Regions from separate parts of the Lactuca sativa genome. Here region 1 is linked to region 2. A link is a contact called in public Hi-C data. All regions are on one chromosome and are shown on one strand. The core of a region is the stretch at or near the end of the contact, and the rest is flanking DNA. Distances in the headings are between cores, read along the strand shown. Region 1 holds the start of LOC111911931. Region 2 holds the start of LOC111911935 (probable protein phosphatase 2C 42).

Region 1 (5,453 bases), core at 964-3,463, 270 kb after region 2:
ATAGTTAAATAAACGGGTTACGTGAGTTGACCTGTTTATGGCTAATCCGAGTTAGAATTGAATAAGACAACACAAACCTATGACCCATCAACACACCAACCGGAACACAAAGTTTTTGCCACCTCAAAATTATGTACATGATTGTTTAATCATAATGTGGTTTTAATGTAGGGAAAAAGTAATAATCCCAAGGGAAAAACCACACATTTACTTGAGGGGAAGTGGGAGCACTAAAACAGTAATAGTTTGGGCAGAAAGCTCTGAAAACAACTATCAATCTTCCACTTTCAAAGTTGAAGCTCCTAATTTCGTTGCCTATGGTATTAGCTTTAAGGTACAAGTTTTTAATTCACCAATTACATCACAACAATGCATAAAGTACAACCTTCTAATGCATATGTTTTCGACAGAATGATGCACCTACAGGGATCGCTAACACCTCACATAACCAAACTGTCGCAGCATATGTGGGTGCGGACAAGGTTGCATTCTATAGTTGTGGATTCTATAGTTCCCATAACACTCTTCTTGATAACAAAGGTAGACATTACTACGATCATTGCTACATCCAGGGTGCGGTCGATATTATTTTCGGTCGCGGCCGATCCATCTTTCATGTAAGTTTTCTATTTTAATTAAAAATATTATAAAATATAGACCCTACAACTGTACCCTCCCAAATGAATTGTTATTGTTTATGGTACTCGTGCAGGAATGTGAGATTTTTGTGATTAATGATAGACGCATGGAGATTCAAGGGTCAGTGACGGCCCATACGCGATCAGGTCTAGATGAAAATACTGGATTTGTTTTTGTTGGTGGGAGAGTTTTTGGCACTGGACATGCTTTCTTAGGTAGACCTAGAGGTACCCATTCTCGAGTAGTTTTTGCAAAGACTTACTTGTCTAAGACTATAAGACCCGAAGGCTGGAGTGATTGGAACCATCACGGTAGTACCGAGTAAGCTTCCCTCTATCTTTCCCCTCTCCCCTTTTACTTTTTATACAACTCAGTATTTTCAGTGATCTTAATTTTCAGTGATAATACCAGAAAACTAAATAATTTTGATTGAATAAAAATATAAAATGAAATGACTAAAATGGTCATATAAAATAAACGTATGTTGGTCTCATAGAATTTGAAGGTATGATTTTAATTATATTCTATACATTATCTTTTATAAGTAATGAACTTTTATTTATTACAATAAAAAATTATTAAATCTCAACTATTAAAAACAACATGCTTATTTATTCTACAAAATAAAATTGCATATATAAAATAATAAAAGTTTTAAAAAATTGATGTAAGTAAAAACGAATTATAGTATTTATTTATTTATTTAAAAAATACTATAATGAGAATGAAAGTTGAAAAAAATAAAAGGCACACATTCTTTTTGGAATGATCAATTTCATTTCACACAAAAGTGTTTTTCCATTTCCTCGGAATGAGTTATTTCATTATTTTCTATAATTTCATTGTAATAAATACAACTTGAAAAAAAAAAAAAAAAAACTACCATGTTGAATAAATCACAATTCATTCATTTAATGATTTTATATATTAATCAGGTTTTACCTATTAGTTTATTTCTTAATTTTCTCATTTGTATTTTTACAGAAATCTATGTCATTGTGAATACAAATGTCATGGACCCGGAGCTGGTACAAGTGAGCGGGTTCAATGGTTGAAGAAACTGAGTGATGAAGAAGCTGCACCATTCCTTTCTATAAAATTTATCGATGGTAGGAAGTGGTTGTTTGCAGGATATTCTGCATAAGCTTTCAAGGTTGCTGCATCCATATGTATTAAAAACTTGTGCAATGAAGTTTTAGGTTGTTTGTACTATAATTATTAGGTTATGTGTGTTTTGAGTTTCTTCCTTCTAAACGACATGGCATAAAGGAATGAAACAATTGTAATTATTTTGTAAATAATGGCTTATAGGTTATCATTAACCAATATTCTTGAGCTTGTGATTTTTGCAATTTAAATAATCAGAATAACAAAGAATGAGATGAATGATCAACCAATCATATCAGTAGTTGATTTATGGTTTAAAATATTTAAAGAATTTTAGTTTTATTTTACATGTCATGACATAACCCGAATATTTTAAGTTTTTAACCCTAAAATCTAAATAACAACAAAAAATAAGAATGGGTTTGGGCCCATTATTAAAATGGGTTTCAAAAGGGTTTGTTCATGGCATTATGCAAAAGAACCCGAAAACTAGAAACTTTTAGGGCAAACGATTTCGCCATTTGCAGAGCTTTGTGATTCGAAGGAGTGAAGACAATTATGGAGGCAGGAGACGAAGGGATTGAGAGAGTAGAGGACTCCAAGGACTTACAGCAACAGAGCAAAGCACTCGACAAACTTACCGACCATGTCGAAGATCGTCAGCTCGATTCGACTCGTGTTCAAGAGGTTTGTGTGTAAATTTTACAAATTGTCTGGTTTTATAATGGATTGATCGTATGAATCGGTTATTTAGGTTTTATTGTTTAAAATTTGTGTTGAATAGGCTATGGCTTCGATCGCTGCATCAAAGGAAGCTGATTTGAATGCTATGAGATTGAGGTTTGCTATCCGTGTCCCAAAAATTATTTCTGCATGTTACTTTTTATGCAAATTTTATCAATCAACACACTGATGAAAGTTTATTTATCACTGAACTATCCATGTTCAATTACCATATATTTACTTCTATCAATCATGTGATGATGTAAATGTTTACGTTTTCATTTTTTTTCTGAAGTGTTACAATGAGGAAAACTTATCTTACAGATATAAGATGTTTTTGCATCTATCTTTCTGAATTTAACTGATTACATAGTTATGAGGGCTACTAACCAAATCTGGTGTATCATTAACAACATTTTGAAGCATCAAGAACCTTATAAATGTCATGTGTCAAAAGTGATTGTTTTAATTTTCATCAAACAGAGGGACTACTCATATTGGTAATCCTGACTGCGAAACAAAAAAGTTTATTTTCATACAGTAATCCTTCATGACATTGTTAATGGGTATTATGATCCTTCTATAGATCATTATCAATTTATCATCTCCAGCTTAATAATCACACCACTAAACTTTATTTATGTTTCTTATATATATATGCTTAATATCAATTTATTTTATTTTATGATTTCTTCAAGGGAGAAAGAGTTGGCTGCTGTTAAGATCAATGCTGCTGAAGTTGACATCATTGCAAGTGAACTAGAGGTATAACTGTCCCATTGTTCTCTGAAGTGAGAGATTTTGGAAGAAAAAAAAAAGAATCAATTGAAAGTTTAGTGTTTGTTTTCTGGGATTTTTGTGATGATTTATTTGCTAAAAAAAGTATATTTTACTCATGACATGTTATTGCAGTTGGATAAAAAGGTGGCTGAAAGAACATTAAGGGAACACAAGGGTGATGCAGTTGCTGCAATAAGACACTTGCTTCATGTGGGTAATCTTTAAATTCAACATCTATCTTGTTATTTCCAAAATCTTGTTAAACATCATTTAGTTTATGTTACATTGTGTCACAACTTTTATGTTATGCAATTGAATCCAAATTTTCCTAATTAAAATGTTGTGAAATTGAAATGGATGTTTTGTGTTCAAGACAAAAGAATAGAAAACTTTAAAATGATGCTGATATATTAGGATGTGACCTCATGGGAGAAATGAGATTAATCACAATAGAGTATTTTACTTTTATTTATGCAGTGTTAGTGTATGGACAATTTTTTTTACAATCTTCCATTTTAGTATAACAACTCTTAACTACAAAATTTTGCTTGCAACAAATTTGAAACTTATCGTTATAATCACCAGAATAACAACCAGATCCATATTTAGCCTCTTTGATCCCGATTGTGCTACCTTTATACAAACAAAAAATCATTGTTTTATACACATGTATGTTATGTGTGTGTGTGTGTGTGTGTGTGTGTGTGTGTGTATATATATATATATATATATATATATATATATATATATATATATATATATATATATATATATATATATATATATATATATATATATATATATATGCACCTTTTGATTATTTAACATGAAAAGCTATTGAATGATTTACCTTTGACCATACATGTCACAAGAAGAAGAATAAGAAAGGTGAGCATATGAAAGTTGTTCATGTCAAATGCTTTCGACCTAGAAATACATGATTAGAAAATCTTAAATATATTTTTAAGAAATTAGTTTGAAAACAGAAAACAAAACTAATAGTTTCATGAGTTTTGTATGAATATATTTTAAATAATACATGTGGGTTGCATGAATCGGGAACGTGTTTTAAAGAGTTAGTTTTTGTAGGATTAAGTGTTTGGAATTTTATTGTTGATTTGGGATTATTTTGATATAATTATTGTCAATCTCTTGAAGTTCAATGTGTTTATGCACGTGAGATATAAGCTTGGATTATTGTTACGCATTGTGCAATTATACCAAGTATATAACTAGGTTTTTATGTATGTTAATGGTTGTGAAGAAATCTAGGTGCTAGACTTTTGTTATGGTATATTGATATAATTGAAGAATTTGATTTATTTATTGAATATGAGCATGGAAATGGTTAGAAATTGTAATTGTATGATGGGATCTACTATATGTTGGAAAACTGTTTAATACGGAATACAATGCTATGATTGGTAATTTTCAAAAATAAATAATGTATAAAATGACGTCTGACAATGAAAATGCTATTTTTGTTGGGGGCGAATTTCTTTGTTTGAACATGAACATTTCTTTATTTTCGTTTTGCATGTTCAAGCCGATTTACCAATAATGTTTTGGTAATTGGTAAGTTAAAAAAATCCTATTTTCTTTTTTTAGAAAACCCTTTGTATTTGACAAAAAAATTTGGTTTTGGCTCATAGTTTTGTTAATTGGGTCGACTAATTTGGCGTATATGAGCTTAAGCCTATTTAGAAGTTTGACCTTGAAGTGAAAGATTAATGAAGTTGGGTTTATATTGCTGTTAATCAAATATTATTAGCGACCATTTATGCATTGAGTTCAGGTGTGAAAATTATTTAAGCCTAGGGTTTTTCCCAACATTTTCTTCATTCAATTTCTGAAAAGGGAAAAGAGAGGATAGCTTCATTTCTATGGGTTTCTTTTTAGCAATTGGAAGTGGATTCATATCGACATAATCATCATCTTTCTCCATACTATCATCATCATCCTCCTCCTCCGTACTGACATAATCAATATCATCATTGTAGGGCTCTTTAGTGACTTAAAAGTAAAGTCAAGGAGTATTAACTGAAAATTTAAGGAAGTTGAAAGTGTTTTTTGAGTAGGAAACAATTGAGTCCAATTATTTTTGTTTTCTTGAATTACCTTTGTTTTGAAGATGTGAATTGAAAACACGATCCCTCTACGAAGAACTTGTGTTGAGGTGGAATTTCAAAATACACACATTAGGT
Region 2 (5,710 bases), core at 2,498-4,997:
ATCAAGGAGCATTAACTATTAACCTAAAATGGTATGCTACTAATAAGGATTAAAAAGTATCTACTACTAACCTAAAATGGTATGCTATACAGCTATAATCTACTCCAATTTATAGCGCTAGCCTATAGCTTTTTGCCTGAAAGAGAAACAACAACGATGAATTGGGCAAAAATTCTAACACCAATAGATTATTATGAAGGGTTATAGTAGTAAAAAGATCATGATAATAAACATCATCATATTACAAAAGAACTTAAAACTTTATGAGATTCAACAACATCCATATTCCATCTCTTTCTCGTTGATTAAAATGAAACTCTATATGATTCAAAAGACACATTGACTAGTGTTCCAATGCACTTCGAAGGGAGACATGAGGAGCATTGGTTGATGATGATGAGGAGGAGGTGGCCCTACTTATCTGATCATAGTTTAGAAACAACACAATTACAGTTATGTCATCGTGGAAGTGACGCCGCACCCGCTTGTCGATTTTCCGGAGATCAGAATATCGCATTTCACGCTTTTTTGCCGCTTCGTGCAGCGCCGCTTTCACCAGCCTCTTTGCTATTCCCTGCAACCATCCAAATAAATTAATAAATAAGTTTTGTCTCTATTTTACTTAATAGGCAAATGACGTAATTGCCCCTACGTGTTTTTTACGCTTTGTCGTTTCATCCGTGTGCCTCCTACTATACCGACAAGTCAAATATAGCATGATAGGCATACATACGTACATGTCCACAGATACGCAAACATATATTATATATATATGCATTTAAGATATGACACGACAATGGGCGTTAAGTGTCTGAATTACTCGTATACTAAACATAGACCACACAGATAGATAATAGCCAAAAATGGAAAGAGGGATAAGTACAAGGGGTGAAGATGAAATTAGAAAGTAGAAAGAGTAGGAAAGCTTACGGCGCGTGGATTGTTATGAACGATTTCCACGGCTTCTTCATTACCCAAGTGTTCCCATAAACCATCAGAAGCAAATATGAGAAAAGAATCACTTGGTTGAATGTCGTGAGTAAGGATTGATGGAGTAGCTGACATGATTGGCATAACCGTTGCTTCAGGAAGTCTGAACTTTGGTAAAATTTGATCGTTATTGTACTCCGTGTGTTTCATATAAACATCCCCAATTGACCTTGAAACCTAATTACCAAAAAAAAAAAAAAACTAAATCATCTACAAACATAATTACCATAAAAAACATATCACCATATACACCTATTTCAATCCTAGAAAACAATCAATCTTGAGCTAAAACAAGCAACTTTTTTGGATAACTTCACATGCTAACATTGATTCGCCTCGAAAAAAAAACCATCAACTAAACTTAAAACATCTAAAAACATGTAAAACATAAAACAAAATAAAAAATTTATCAAAAAACTTGTTCATAAGGCCTCCTAACAAAAATTACGTGTACCAATTGTTTGGTTGTTCATAATAAGCCACTATTTTGACCATAAAAGATTTTTCCATTTGATTACGTTATTTCCTCCAATCGCTATTCTTCGATAAGTGGGTCCCACCTTGTCGCATCTTTATCTAATCCCACATCATATAAATCCATACCCACAAATCGTATATGTTATAAATCTTAATGTCTGTCCAATAAGCACTACCCTTGAGAAAATAATATAATTGGGTATAAGCTACAAGACCATATTTCTTTTTCCATCTTTTTTACACATAAATTTACATCTGATCAAGAACTCACATGGGTACGCACTTAAGAGTGATTAATAATCAAATCGAATACATGGTAAGAATTATCAGCAAACAAGATACAGTGAAATAATTTAATTCGGAAAAAAAAAACATTAAAAATAACCTGAATGATGCCTTTGACCCTCCAAACTCCATGTTTCAAAGCAACAATCTGTGGATCATGTGGGTGTAAATTCTTTAACTCGTGTCTAACTTCCTCAAGATTTGCATTATGCTCTGATGACAACTGAATAGCTGCCATTCCTCCAGTGTTACCAACTTTTTTACCAAGAACAACACGTGAATCTCCAAGATTGGCTATAAAAAGAGTCTGCTGATATATAACTCCAACTAAGCAACATGATCCAACGGTTGCAATGCTAGGACGCGTGTTAAATAACTCGGACACTACACCAGTGAATCCATTCTCAGTTGCAAGAAACGCGTTCTTTATGGTATCTGGAGTCACCACACCATAATCCTCGGTAGATCTTGCTGCAAAATTTAATGAGAATCTCCTATTGGTAAACGTTTATAACACCCTTCAATAATTACAAAATAAAAGAATCTTGAAGGCAGATTTAGGGGATTGTTTCTTTATCTTTCCTATTAAGTCCTGTATATGCGTAATGAATGATATTGGATGTTGTATACATATGGTATGTTTCTTTTCTAGATTGGATATTCCAAAAAAGAAATCACAATATTCAGAAAATTTAACATTTGAGGAATTGAGAGGAAAAAGAAGTAGGAGAAATAGGTAAAGGGTTAGTGACTTTATACATTAAGACACTACGTTTGGCTATGACCCATCAAGTCATTCTACCGATTAAGTCAAAAAGAATTCCCCAAATTAAGTGCTTAACCCGATTAAGCAAATTAAGTCAAAAAGAAACCCTCGGCAATGAGATCAATATTTTGTAATGATTATCAATGGGAGATAGCAAAAATTTGGATATCAGATTATCAATTTTGCATAAACATTCCTTGAATCACAAGCTGTAATCATGAAATATCAATGTCAAATTGTCAATTGTGATCCATCTATGTGTTGTAGAATAATTATATGCTAGATTCGAAGCAAATAGTGATGAGATGAAAGAGAAGTAAACCTTGAAAATTCCTGAACAAGTTGTCACAAACGTATCGGGCGACATCAGGTCCGCCATGACCATCATAGACGCCAACAAATGTACCGAAAGGACCAGACTCGATCTGACTTTGGTCTTCAAGCACCTGGTTCGCCTGAACGACGGCCATGGAGTAATCTCCGCCACCGTATTTTCCGATATCTCGATACCATAACAATCCATCTTTTTCAAAGTCATCGCCATCGCCATTATAATTACCATTGACACCGGAAGCAGCGCCTGTTTCGCCACTGTTAGTGAATGGCTTCCAACACACCGAAAGGAGATTCATGAATCCTTCTGACATCCCACATTTCTCGCACGGAATCCCCTATATATCAAACCCCCAAATAATTTATTTTCAACATAATTAATGAAGTGGCATCATGATAAGTTTTCACCGATAAAGAGTCTTGAATTTCTTAAATTCAAATCCTTTACTCCAAATCTTGACAAGTGACGTATGTTAGAAACACCCAAATAGAAAAACTTCAACAAGAATCGTACAACTGGCGAAAAACAACAACACCCAAATTAAAACAAGGGCGGCTATCTGTTTATTTTTGCAATTATACCAAATCTACGAATTAGAGATTCTTGATTTTGATTGTTGTTCAAATCTGGGGAAAATGAGAGAAACGGAAAGCCGGGCGACTTTGGTTTTGGTTCTGGTTCCTTGAGGAAAACTTGTGTGAATCTTGATTGAATTGAAATCGAAATGGATTTTATGGAGGAGAAGGTGGAACCCTAATGGGAGGAGGGGGGTGTTGGGTGGTGGAGGAACAAGAATGTGTTGAATCGATTCAATTCCGTTGGAGAGAAGTTGGCGTAGGGAAGCTTTTTGTTGGGTGTTACTTTCAATGTTTCTCCTTCTTTCTGATTTCCTGTTTACGCGTTTTTTTACACACGACCATTAATTCTCTTCTTCGCACGTGGAAGGAATCATGGGGACCTTCAAGTCGTTTCTTCAAATTCAAGGGGGGTTCTATGTGTAAAAATACATCAAGCTTGGTTGACACTCCTATTAATGTTATGGATGGTTTTACTTAGAAAAGTCAAATTATCTTATAAATTTTTTTAACAAGAAATAACATATTATGTTGTAAAATTAAGGGAGAGTTTGGATAGAAAAAAAAAAAAAGGTGTTTATTCATTATTGCTTATTTCCACCGTAATAAGTTAAATTTAAGTATTTTGATAAAATCTTTAAAAATCACTTAAGAAGCTAAATAAACTAATTTTAATAACTATTTACCCCTTTGTTTATTATTTATTTCCATCACAAATAAGCTAATAAGCAATAAACTAATAAACTAATCCAAACATTCCCTAAATAACCGGGATTTTACTATTTAAAAAGCTAAATGTAGAATTTTATTTAAAATTTTCTTAAAATAATAAAACTTTTCTATATAAAACTCTACTATATATATATATATATATATATATATATATATATATATATATATATATATATATATACACACACACACTAATAAAAGAGTAGCTCTTTTGTCATGTGTCATCATATTAGACATTTTAATTAATGTGTTGCCACTTGTCAATCTATTAGTTTTCCATTTTAAATTTATTAGACCTCCTCATTAATGTGATTCTATTTTAAATTTTAAATTTTAAATTTTAAATTATTGTTTTCATTAATTCACAAATAAAAAATATCTAATATATATTAAAAATTAATTTTATATATTTATTTGAATCAATGATTATAATTTCACATAACTAATAAAAAATATCTCGTTTGCTAATATAAGTAAGGATCTCATATTTGAAGAATGAGAAATAGCAAGTGTTAGTTTAGTAACCGATTCAAATTTATTTTATATTTTTTTATTAAGGAATTACTCTTCCAAAAATAAATTGCCTGTTAATTCGAAATAACCTAAAGAATCGTAATGAACACATATCAAAGCATTTCCTTTTAAGAGCATTAAAGTTTGTAATTATATCGGTCATGAAGATTCAAATATCCAGAATGAACATAAAAAAAAAAAAAAAAAAAAAAAAAAAAAAAAAACCTTAATTCTAACGTGTAACGAATTAAATTATATAAAAATATATATATCATTTATGATTAATTTGAATATTGATAAATTTACTTCAAAATTACTTATGGTTGTCATACTTCAATAATAGATCAATACACTTAAAAATTTCAACAAAGGTAATTGCAACATAAAAATATTTCTTTGTATCTTCATAGATAGATATCATTAGTTTGAAAAATGGTTATGGAAATAAAAGCAAATTTAGGGCAATAATCATACCCTAGGACACTCTTTACAGGTATATAACATACTAAAATCCAATTCACCTATGGATAGCTAAAAAGATCGTAAAAAAATAATAATCAACATATATTTGGCTGCAATACATACATAGTAGGGAAACATAACAAGTAAAATAATAACAAATATGAATCACATTCGGATGCAAACTCACTCTTTGTGGAAGAATCTCACACAAGAGCAGCGGTCACGTAAGGATTGGACGCTTCAGGCGCAGTAATGACGTTATCTCAGGAAATAGTGCTTGGACCTTGTGATTTGTAACATCCAAATTTAAAGGTACATTTGATTTAAATTAAAGTTTAGCTTTTGGGGGATGTCATGGCGTGGGAAAGGGTCGTGTTGATGGGTTTTAGGTAAAACAGATAAACTAGAAAAAACAATTCCTAAGTTCACATGCAACCTACTTTGGATCTATGTTTTAACTATTGAACATATAACTTTGAATTGCAAAACAAGAACCCTAAAGGAGAGAGGCTATTTTCGAAAATAGCAAACTAGGGTTTAGGAGTTACATACCTTTCAATTGTTATAGCAAACAAT

The links. A called contact is a pair of places that touch in the nucleus more often than the background predicts.
Region 1: a Hi-C map of leaf shows a contact between it and region 2, with 7 times the contacts expected there. The contact joins the promoter of LOC111911931 here to the promoter of LOC111911935 in region 2. A contact is called at or near these places in 3 of 4 Hi-C or Micro-C datasets (bud and leaf).

Annotation. Positions count from the first base shown.
Region 1 is chr1:50,860,257-50,865,709 of Lsat_Salinas_v11, forward strand. LOC111911931 reads left to right here and starts at 2,214. Exons shown (of 4, transcript XM_023907696.3): 1 at 2,214-2,433; 2 at 2,531-2,586; 3 at 3,168-3,234; 4 at 3,382-3,587. The coding sequence starts at 2,305. The coding sequence ends at 3,474. LOC111911932 (probable pectinesterase 67) reads left to right here. Exons shown (of 5, transcript XM_023907697.3): 2 at 172-334; 3 at 411-617; 4 at 713-960; 5 at 1,624-1,977. The coding sequence ends at 1,783.
Region 2 is chr1:50,589,539-50,595,248 of Lsat_Salinas_v11, forward strand. It overlaps LOC111911935 (probable protein phosphatase 2C 42), which reads right to left and starts at 3,748. Exons shown (of 4, transcript XM_023907699.3): 1 at 2,841-3,748; 2 at 1,853-2,223; 3 at 931-1,167; 4 at 162-574. The coding sequence starts at 3,165. The coding sequence ends at 344.